Regions from separate parts of the Hordeum vulgare genome. Here region 2 is linked to region 1. A link is a contact called in public Hi-C data. All regions are on one chromosome and are shown on one strand. Each heading gives the region's core, a stretch centred on a gene start, on an enhancer-like site or on the middle of the called end of the contact. The rest is flanking DNA. Distances are from core to core; before and after follow the strand shown. Region 1 has its middle 86 kb from the start of LOC123445882. Region 2 holds the start of LOC123445882.

What was found. Hi-C and Micro-C count contacts between places; a contact is called where the count stands out from the background.
Region 2: a contact with region 1 is called in a Hi-C map of seedling, with 3 times the contacts expected there. The contact joins the promoter of LOC123445882 here to the enhancer-like site in region 1. A contact is called at or near these places in 3 of 6 Hi-C or Micro-C datasets (leaf and seedling).

Annotation. Positions count from the first base shown.
Region 1 is chr1H:467,611,103-467,617,231 of MorexV3_pseudomolecules_assembly, reverse strand. No RefSeq gene overlaps it. Among protein-coding and RNA genes, the nearest start is that of LOC123445882, 86 kb to the left of the region's middle. Within about 2 kb of position 4,226, at least 3 of the 3 cell types and tissues checked have open chromatin away from gene starts, as enhancers often do. A contact at or near this core is called in leaf and seedling, where this site is marked.
Region 2 is chr1H:467,698,687-467,704,348 of MorexV3_pseudomolecules_assembly, reverse strand. It overlaps LOC123445882, which reads right to left and starts at 4,347. Exons shown (of 1, transcript XM_045122815.1): 1 at 2,195-4,347. The coding sequence starts at 4,067. The coding sequence ends at 2,394.

The DNA.
Region 1 (6,129 bases), core at 2,977-5,476:
CCAAGTAGTAGCAACATCAATCTAGAACATAGTGGATACTAGGGATCAATCCCCGTCAAAACTAACTCGATTACATGATAGATCTCATCCAACTCATCACCGTCCAGCAAGCCTACGATGAGATTACTCATGAACGGTGAAGAGCATCATGGAATTGTCGATGGAGGAAGGTTGATGATGACGATGGCGACGATTTCCCCTCTCCGGAGCCCAAAGCGGACTCCAGATCTGCACTCCAGATGAAGAACAGGATGTGGCAGCGCCTCCGTATCGTAAAACACGATGAAACCTTCTCTCTGTTTTTTTTCGGGCCAGACGGAATAAATAGAGCTGAGTTTGGGGGCGGTGGTGCCACGTGGGCCCCACAAGCCCTCACGGCGCGGCCTAGGGGGGTGGCCGCGGCCTGTGGGCTTGTGGCCCACTGGTCCACCTCCTCCGGTGGATCCTTGCGCACGTATTTTTCTTTTATTCCAGAAAATATCTCCGTAAATTTTCAGGACATTCCGAGAACTTTTATTTCTGCACAAAAACAACACCATGGCAATTCTGCTGAAAACAGCGTTAGTCCGGGTTAGTTCCATTCGAATCATGCAAATTAGAGTCCAAAACAAGGGCAAAAGAGTTCGGAAAAGTAGATACGACGAAGACGTATCACCTATCCTGTGAGAAAGTGATTTTTTTGTTGAGAAGACTATCTTTAGAAGCACGAGAGCAAGGAGTTCATCGGTCTACCACATCTATTACCTTTTGGAGGGTGGTGCCTCCTAGATTGGTTAGGCATCGCTTGGGAGCCTCCTACTTCGTGTTGTGGAGTTGAACCAAGATGTTTGTAAGGGCAAGGAGATCGCCTACTTTGTGAAGATCTACCGTGAGTGAGGCTAGTCCTGTGTGGACGGAAGCCGTGGTGGAATAGACAGGGCCGCTTCTTCGTGGACCCCTTATGGGTGGAGCCCTCCGTGGACTCTAGCAGCCATTACCCTCCGTGGGTTGAAGTCTCCATTAACATGGACGTACGATAGCGCCACCTATTGGAACCATGCCAAAAATCACCGTGTCAACCTCTTTGCGTTTGATCTCCTAAACTCTACTCCTTTACATGTGCAAACTCTTTACTTTTCTGCTACCATATTTGTTGACTAGCATGTGTAGGGTGTACTAGACTTGTTAGAATTGCTAAAATTCTGCCTTCCTTCAAATTGGGTAAGGCTAGGATTTTAATCTTGACAAGTAGTCTATTCAGCCCTCCCCCCTCTAGACACACCTTCTTTCGATCCTACAGAAGCCTATAGCGAAAACTATGGCCCCCGGGTCTACTCAAATTGTATTACTAAAACCACAAAAATATTGTTGCCATTTATTTTATGTTATTTACTTTTATATTTATATATTCTATCCATCAGTACTTAATCCTTCCAATTAACGGGTTCAAGTGGCTTCATAACCCTCTTGCTCGCGTTGGGAGCAAGCGTTGATTCTGTGAGTAGGTGCTAACAACGAGAGTTTGTGTGATCTCCTATTGATTCGATAACCTTGGTTATCATTGAGGGGAATACTTATCTCTACTGTGTTGCATCTCCTCTCCTCTTCGAGGAAAATCCCAATGCAATTTACAAGTAGCATTGTGCATGCCCAATTAATTAGCATTGGTCCTCACTCCAATATATTTATTTTATAGCTTGGTTTTGCCCGCAAAATAGCTCATTTCTAAAAGGAACAAAATAAACGAAAATATTTACAATATTTTTCATTTTTAGTCACTAGTAAATAAATCGAAGTGATTATATCAAATTATCTCAGAAAATCCGATTTAAACAGGGACAGAAAAGAGTGGGTAATCCACTCATCACCTGCCTTTGCGGGATCGCATCAGTCCATCATCCCCATATTTCCGCTCCACACCATTTGCACATATTTTCCATGTTTTTGCTCCATTCATTCTCAACTATGAAAGGAGACTGGACCCCATTGTAGGTCGTGAAATTACATGCTCATGCCTATGACAACGTCTCCAATGACATGAAATCTTAGAAAATAGGAATAGAGTAACACCATAACACTTCGTCAAGAATCCAGGAGTAGTAGAAGTGAAGCAATATGTTCAACCAACTCATCATAGTCCCGTCTTGCTCCATCCACCCATCCCTATCTTGTTCCTTCAACCCATCATAACTCTTATCTTTACCAAGAAAAAAACATCATAGCTCTTATGTTTTCCACGAACGCTTTTCCTTTTTGTTCTTTCTTCCATTTTCTTGCACATCAAAGCACCCGTCTCTCTTGGAAGATGTTCTTTTGGTTGCGCAATCATCCATATTTAGAGACCTGCTATACGTAAGTCACCTCACATATTATTTTAGGTATGTTAATTTCTGGACCATTGGATTAAGATTCACTGGTAATCCTTTTTTGTTCTTCGTTTAGTGTGCTTCATCCTTCAACCATTCCTCCTTCAACAAAGTCGATTTAAATAAATTGCAAATTCATTCAACTTAGATACAACTATTGTGTATTTTTAACTCCCTCTTCCACCATCCGCACATCCAGTAACGGAGCTAGCCCAATGGACCGGAGAGGGCTAATACTGGGAACTGTTCATAATATTGTTGTCATCATTCTTTTTGGCCTTGCAACCCAAGGTTGCCCAATTCTGAGGTTGGACGTGGCCCGTCCAACCATCCAATAGCTCTCCAATGTGCACGTTGGATGTGGATCTACAAGTAAGTACTCCACCCCGAAGTTGTTGGCCACCTGTTAGGTGGCTCAATGCCCTCAATTGATTTTGATCAATAAGCTTTAGGGCTCTTTGATGCAAAGAAATTCAACAATTTTTTGGACGATATTGATCTTTAAGGAAAAGATCTGTGTATCATGCGATTCATAGCATTACAACCCTTGAGGTTTCTTTAAGGATTTCAGAAAGAAATTTTTCATCCACTCGAGCCTCTTTATACAATTGTTTTGTTTTTTCTATGATATCAAACACACTTTTGAATTCATTATTTTAAAATCCTATATGATTCACGTTATCTCGCTTCTCCTCAGCATCTAGGGAAAACTATCCCCTCGAGGCTTCATCGGCTAGCCCGTGGATTTGTCTCTCCTCTGCATGGCGCTCCGGCGGCTAGCCCGTGGATTTGCCTCCCCTTTGCCTGGCACTCTGGTGGTGGTGGCAAGGGAAACCCCGGTGTCTTCGCCTCGGCTAGAAGTTTAGGTTATTGTTTCCTAGTCCTCGCCGGTACTGCGCTCGGGCGGATGACAAAGCTTATTCTTCGAGTTTGTCTTTCGAGCTTCGATTTTGGTTATCTCGATGTAGTCAACGGAGCTACTGCGTAGATTCCTGTCAGCTCCTATAGCAAAATTTGATATTAGTTGTGTTGGATCTATTCAAGGGTCCAATGATGACGACTGCGGGTCGAGGACGCATGCACGTAAATTTCTCGGCTATCATCGACAAGGTTAAGCTGGTTCCGACAAAGGAGCGGCGATAGTAGCGGATGGTGACTCGTTTTGATTGTTGTGATAGCCGTTCGATGGTCTAGAGACCGCGACATAATTTTTGGTATGTTCGTGCTTTGTAGAACTTTTATAATTAAAAAACTAAAAGATTCAATATAACCGGTCACTCAAAGAGCCCTCTAGGCTGTGCTCTTTATCACAGAAAAAATAGCTCAGAGATGACACATGTCATGCATCATCAAGTGCATGTTTTAACATGTCATGTACTTCCTTCGTTTTAAAATATAAGATTTTATAAAAAATATATTATAAACTACATGTAAAATAAAATAAGTAAATATATACTCTAAAATATGTCTATACATATCTATACATAGTTCATAATAAAAAAATTAAAATATCTTAGACGGTGTATTTAGGAAGGAAGGGAACGGAGGGAGTACGTGCCTGGCCAATCCCAGTTTGTCCTCCTGAGTCCTGTTACCAAATATTTTTCACTAGTGCAGATCTCGATACAATGTATGCAGCACCTATGCGATCCGCCCGCCACATGCCATGCCGGCACACACGTGTCATGCAAGGTTTCTAATTGCGCACACGAAAGCAACGGGTAGGACCTGCGTGTGCCTCTGCGCTGGGAGCGGAAACAAGATAAACGCCAGCGACTGTTCCAAACGCCGTACGAGCTCCGGTCGACCGTCCCTCGTGCGGCCTGTCCCCGTGGCCCACCGCACCGCCGCAATGCGCCAAGCCATCGAATCCCCCCGGCGGTGTGGCGTCGCTGTCCCGAGGAGGCCGTGCCATTATTAGACAAGAGCACCCGGCCGATGCGCACGCGCGGCTGAGGTTCGCGGAGGGGAGCAGCCGATGGCCCCCGGCGCGCCCGAGAGCGTCGTGGTTCGTCGCCCGCCACAGCCTTGCGGATGGAGAGGGGTGGCCGGTGACAGACACAGACAGTGTGGGTGTGCCGTTGGCCTCGATGGCCCGCGGGTCGTAGGCCAAGGCATGGAGGCGCATGCTGCTCTGCCGTTGCGCCGTATAGCTGCACGGCGACGCGCCCAGACAGGACGTCGGCCGGGAGCAGAACTGAATGGACCGTCCAAGCCATGCCCCCTAGCGCAAAAAACTGGAACTTGGGCATGTGAGGTAGAGTATGCCGTGTGATTTATAATCGGGCGATCCATTTTGTTGACGACAACTAACGTGTCGATTTAAATGAACCCGCGTACGTTTTTATCCGTATGCGATCCATCACAGACTCAAATTTAGGCTGGATTTGGGTCACCTGTCCTTCTCCCTCCCTTGGCATGTCCATCAATGACACAACACCATCGCTTCCGAAAAATGCTATTCGCCGTATTTTGCGGCAAATAGCGGGGGCTTCACACACCCCTAGACCATATTTGAGCCGGTTCAGTTTGCTTAGCCATTAGTTTTAGGAACCTTCTAGAAGGATTTCTGAACTGTTTTTTTGTCTTTTACCTTTTTTTCTTTTAATGTTTCTGTTTATTTTTTATTTCCTTTTTGTTTTCTCTTTCCTTTTTTCCTTTTCCAAGGTTATTTTATCTTTTTTCAAATAAGATGTTCAAAAATTGTTTTTCAAATTTGATTTTATGTTTTGCTTTTTAAAAAAATATTCTGACTTTTAAATAGTTGCCATTTTTTGAAAACATTCATAACTTTAAAAATGTCTGAAATTTTAAGAAAATGCTCAGTATTTTCAGAAACGTTCGTTATTTAAAAAAATGTTTAGTATTTAGAAAAATGTTCGGAATATCAAAATTTTATTCAATTTTTAAACTAAGTTTATTTTCGAAAATTGTTCTTCAACTTCGAAAATGTTCTAGCTTATACAAAATGTTCCAAATATAAAACAATTCTCTTTTTTCAAACATTGTTCATAAATTCAAAAAATGTTTTGGATTTGTAATTTTTTTTTGGTTTTCATAAAAATGATCTTGCTTTTCAAAAAATGTTCTGACATTGTCACCAATGTTCATATTTTCAAAAATTGTTCACGAATTGCAGTTCAAAAAAATGAGCCCTTTATCACAAAAGTGTTCACATTCACAAACTTGTTCTGACGTTAAAAAGAACCTTTTTTGAAAAATTAGAACATTTTTAAAAGTTATGAATATTTTTTTAGAATGTAAACATTTTTTAAAATTCGGGAACATTTTTTGAAAATACTAACACTTTATCAAATTGGTGAACATTCTTTGTAAAAATCCAACATATTTTCAAATTTTAAAACATTCTGGATTTTTGAACAATTTTGTACAATGAGAACAAATTTCAACCAATTTTGATTTATGAACTTTTTGAACTATCGAAAAAGAAAATACACAAAGAAAATAAAAAGAGAGAAATAGAAAAGGTAAAAACGAAAACGAATAGAAAAAACAGAAATGAAATAAAACGAAAAGGAAAAAACTTGAAAGCAAAAAACAAGAATCAAGAGCGTGGCCCACTTAGTCCAAGAACCCCATGTTTCGTGTGCGAAACCTCACCTACGTGATGCAGAACGCGTCCGATAGAAGTTCCCACCGTTTTCCCCTGATTTTCTCAAAAACCTTCCGTCCACTCATGTGTGCGCCCTGAAGAACGACGCACCCACCCTCGCACTACGGTAGGAAAATAGAATTTAAGACGAGAAAGCATATATAACTAGAG
Region 2 (5,662 bases), core at 3,098-5,597, 87 kb before region 1:
CGTGCCTGCTCACTGTGCAATCTGTTTTCACATTCCTCACTCTGAAAAACTGCTGTTGTGAAACTTTGCACTTCTGATCCTTTACTATTTCCGCTGTAAGTTAGTCATCAGTGAGGAATTTCCTCAAAAGAAATTTCCTCAAAAGGAATTTCCTCAAAAGGAATTTCCTCAGTGAGGAAAGGAGGGCTGACTCGGTCCGGTCGTGTAGACCGGCTCGGTGAGCCAAGCTGGCAGCGGAAACGGTGACAGTGGGAACCACACCGCCTGGATGGGCGCGCCCGGAAGTGGTCCCCTGGTGCGGCGCGACCGAGAGGAACGGAGGCGGCGCCACGGTGGGGAAGAACGCAACAGCCATCTGCTGCGCGTAAGTCCCCGCGAGGAGCGATCGGATGCGTGCCACAGCGTGGCCGAGTTCCAGAAGCGCGGATGTCATCTCCGCGGGTGAGAGGACGAGGCCGACCGAGATCGGCGGGGGCCAGGCGATCGTGGTAGGCGGCCCGGTGAGGACCGGTGCGGCGACAGAGGAGGCCAGCGGCAGGGAGGATGACGACACGGGGTTGGTGGCCGACGGAAGGCTTGGGGTGGGTGGTGGTGTCGACATGGTCGATCCTGGTCTAGCTGATACCAAATTGGTAGGAATATGATACCTACTAGACCTAGATCGCAGGTTATATGGGTGGAAGGGTGGCCGGCATGGCGATGGGCGTGGCTGCCGGCGGCGAGGCGCCGTTGTCGCGCGCGCGCGCGCGAGAGAGAGAGAGAGAGAGAGAGAGAGAGAGAGAGAGAGAGAGTAGGGGCGGCTAGGGTTAGGGCACCGTCTCCTAGAAGGAGCCGAACAAAATAGATTGATATTGCTTAATTCCAAAAGGTGTCCTTTACATGAGTATATATAATTTCTAGGCTAGCAAATATAATAAACTGGGTTAAACCTCTAATATTATAAGATAACTGGGCCAGCTCTATTAACTGGGCCTTCTCCAGTTGTAATGTAAATCAGTCATAACACTTACATACTCCGTCCGTCTCAAAATTCTTGTCTTAGATTTGTCTAGATATGAATGTATCTAATCATATTTAGATACATACATTTCTAGACAAACCTAACACAAGAATTTTGGGACGGAAAGAGTAGTGAACATATCACTTTATAATTTCCATTCTTTTTTTTTCTAAGTTATTGTTTGTTTTCTATTACATGTAAATCTTCCCGTACATAAATACAATAATTATCAATATGCGATTATTGTCCATTTAGATCGTTTTTCTATATTTATTATTGTGTAGTTCGAAGAGTTATGTGGATTTAAATAGTTCAATGTATTTTATAAAATATTGTTTAATATTTTTTTATCTTCATTCAGGACTACAAGCACGCACAATTATTGTGTATCTTAATTGTATTTTTATAATACATAATTATTAAAAACCAACAACATTGTATTATGAACATTGTTCAACATGTACTAAAAATTATTGTGTACAAACAATATATTATATAAATGCGTTAAAACATATTTGTAGAAATATAATAATAATTTTACACAATAAATTTTAACATGCTAAACATTGCATGAAATAGATGTTGTAATTTTTGGAATGCATTACAAACACTTTTTGGAAACACGTTTACAATTTGTTAATACACGGGAGAGTTTTTCGGGTTGATTTTTTTAAATGCACTAGCAGTTTTAAAGTTTATGCCAGATAATATGTTGAATAGCTCTCTCTTTTTCAAACGCGAGAATTTCTTAATTTTTTTTTAATATCTACTCGGAACAATTATTCTTGTCGTAGTGGTTATAAGATTTGTGCAGATTGTGCGTCCATTTACTAGGTTCGAATTCTGTCATCATTTTTTTCTTATTAATATTTCATCCCACATGCTGACATGCGGGACCCAGACATGGCATGTGGGACCAATGCAGTTTGGCAAATTTAAAAAAAATGTGAGGGCCTTTTTCAAAATTTATTTTAATATAGAAAGTTTTTTTTAAAACAACCATCACATTCATCTCACAGCTACCTACATGTGGGCCAACGCTACGATGGCACGTCATGTGGGCAGTTTGTATGCCTTGATACGGACGGAGGCACCGTATTTAAACGTTCGGACAAGTTACGGCACTAGTTTCATGTATTTTACAAGTTTAGAAACCAAAGTGATCGTTTGGAACAAGTTAAGGATTTATCTCACTTAAAAATAACAGAGGACCAGGAGCTTTCTTGATAGTACCTTGCAATTATACAAATCCAGTACATATCTGCTGCGCAGCAACATGTGTTACACACATGTGACATGTCCGGCGACCACACCGATCAGTGGTAGCCATGTCACATCCTATGCGCTGGTACCGTAGGACAACATACAAGACAGCCAGATGCGGTGCACCCCATCAAGGTGCATGTGACACGAACTGCAGGAATTCGTCGTCGGAGAGGAGGCGGCCCATGGTGTCCGGGGCGAGGCACACCTCCACGTCCACACTGCCATCCCCGGCTTGACCGGGGAACGCCGACATCTTGCCGTCGAACTTGTTTGCTCGGCCACTCCGCACGGCCACCGCCCTGCCCCAACCGAAGTCGTTGCCGTCGTACATCGGGAACCGTGGCGAGCTCCCCATGGTGAGCGCCGCGCCGTCGGGGTTCCCCAGCGGGAAGCACCGGGGCGCCGCCTCCCAGTCCGCCGCGGCCTGCCGGATGGCGCCGTCCTCGTGCGCCACCACGGTCGCGTGCAGCCTGGCCGCCGCCCACCCAAGGTCGTGCGAAGCCAGCTCGGCCACCGTCGCCGTCGTCGCCACGCTCTGGATGGCGTTGCCGAAGTAGACCGGGGAGATCTTCGGGCGCAGGCGGTGCCGGCAGTTCACCGCCATGCGGAACGTTGTCGTCGCATCGGCAGTCAACTGCAGCCGCGCCCGCGTCACGGCCCTCCACATATGCGCGCACATCGACTGGAAAGAGGAGATCTGTCCGCCACCCCCCTGGACCTTCAGATCGTGCTCGAGCTTGCCGTTAACCTCGTCATCCTCGTTGGTCTTTCTGCAGCGGTTGGCCGCCGCCTTCAGGTCGCGAATTGCCGCAGCGCTGAAGTGGATGACTCGTTCGCGGAGGGGAGCGGCGGCGTCGAACGTCACTGCAGGGCCGTCGCGTCCGGAAAAGCGGAGGACGGCCGTGGAGCCGCCAAAGAAGTTGCGGCTGAAGTCCGGTGGCTGGACTGGCTCGCCGCGGCACAGCCCAGCCCACGTGTTGAAGAAGTGCCAAAATGAGGTGCCGTCCACGACGGCGTGGTTGGCGACGAGGCCGACAAAGACAGCGCCGTCGCCGAGCACGGTGACCTGAAACGATGTGAGCGGGCGGCGGTGGCCTTCGTAGCTGACGACGCGGTCCATGGGAAACAGATCTTTCGTCAGCCTGGTAGGCACGTCGGCGTCGGGCACGAGGAAGTCGGCGAGCGACAGAGCGGGCGCCACCGCATGGTAGAACTCGACGGCCGCGTCGTCGCACCGGATGACGATGCGGTCGTCGGGGAGCGTGACGAGCCGTCCCGCGAGCGCCGGAAACACCCCGAGCGCGCGGGACAGCGACAGCAAGAGCGACTTGACGAGGCGGGCAGTCGGCATGCCCGCGGGCGTGAAGAAGAGGCCCTTCTGAATGTAGTGGCACGAGAGCATGGGCATGTCGGAGACGGACAGCTTGAGGTCTCCAACCGGCTGAGCGCCCTCCGGCAGAACCAGATGCTTGGAGACCACGGCGATGGTCGGCGTTGGCGCGCTCGCGCAAACCAGTTGGTTTAGCACGGCCATGGACGGGGCCGGCGCAGCCTCCACCACGACGTCGGCGGTGATCAGCGGAGCCATCTTAACTGGAGTGGCTGCTGCTCTCTCGGCGATGGCGTCACACAAGATGGCGTTGAGCACTCGCTCCGCGGTCGACACGTTATATAGGCACGGAGACGGTTTTGGGTGGGTGCATCTGCCCTTCTCCTGTTCATTTCTGCGAAATGTCTGTGGGCTGTGGGCCTGTGGCTCCCGGGTATACTTGAGTGGATGTGTTGATAAGAGGTTGTTCATCCTGGCCAGAGAAAGCTGAGAACCATAGAGAAAGATGATTTACGACCAGCTCAATCGGTGCAGTGCTCACCAAACCTGTCGCTCTTGCGAGGAAAAGGTGGCGCACAAGTCACATTTGAGCGCACGTTTGCATTGGTAGGATTCTACCCAAATATGAAAAGTCTGCGGATTGGCATAGAAAATTCACACTAGCACGATATCTTTCTGATCCTCGCCAGGTAGTTTTTGACAGTGACATGCATCTTGAAAAGTGTCACTTTTTTTTCAACATTTTGCAAAGATAGTAGCGCTTTTTTTCCAGGGATTGGAATGTGGTACTTTGGCTATGTATTACATTAAATTATGTTCCTTCACATAAAACAAATATATACATATCATAAATGTAAGTGTATATCATATGACAATTTAGAAATTATTATTTGTATTTGAAAACGTTGATTGGTGTTTGTTTATCTAACAGAGTTTAGTAATTGCAGTATTTATCTAACAGAGTTTAGTAATTGCAAATACTGCAATATAAATCAAACATGAATATTTATATGTTGCTACGGGACTTGCTTGCAAAAAAATTTAAAAACATTATGTGAACATGAATATTTAAATTAATAATATAAGAATTAAAACTAGAAAATGCATATGATGTTAAATATTTATTGAGTATAAGTAGTACTCCCTCCGTTCCAAAATAACTGTCTTAACTTTGTACTAGCTCTAGTACAAAATTGTACTAGGCTTGAGACACTTATTTTGGGACGGAGGAAGTATAATATAATTAAAACATGTCAGCCTTTTTTGCATGCATGGTTGCATGATAAACTGGATAATTTCCCTAAGGCTTTGTTTGGTATAAGTGGATTGGGGAGGTTTTGAGAGAAGGGGATTTGTGAGGATTTGATGAATCCTTTCCTTTCACCCAATCCTCTTAAATCCTCGGGAATTTGCTTCCACCAGTCTGTGGAGGAGGATCCTGAAATACATGGATAGAAAAGGATTGAAGGGGAACGGAGGGGATTCGGCTAAGCAAACCCTTCTTACCAAATGGGAGCCCGAGGTTTTGTGAGGTTTCTGACCCTCCCAAGGATTTGCCTCTCGAAACCTCCTGAATCCCCCCGTATCAAACGAGGCCTACATGATTTTTGCATTGGTGAGAGGAGCATCCATCTTTCGACAAGAGAAACACGTCCCATTGAGAAGGTGAAGATTTTACTTGTCAATTTTTTTTGTTATAGACATTAACTAACTCAATAGCCGAAAATCAGGTGGATTGTTCATAGGTCAACATAGTTGTTAGTATTTCTTGCAAGGTGTGCCTATTCTTCCTTAGACACATAAAGGGGTATCTTATGGGGTTGCACGACAAGTTTTGGCATGTAATACTCTTAATTACCTTCAACTTGGTTCCCATGGACAACTCTTTCCGCAAACACTATTGAGTCTATCAAATTTATTTGGGCAGTGCTCTGCGCCGGTGCGCCTTCGGCAGGCCGCGCGCGGGCCGCACGATCCACCAACCCCCGCGCGTCTGTACCGTTGGATCTTCATGCAACATTTTTTCTCCCGATGCAACAAAAATTCGGAGCGATGCAACAATTTTT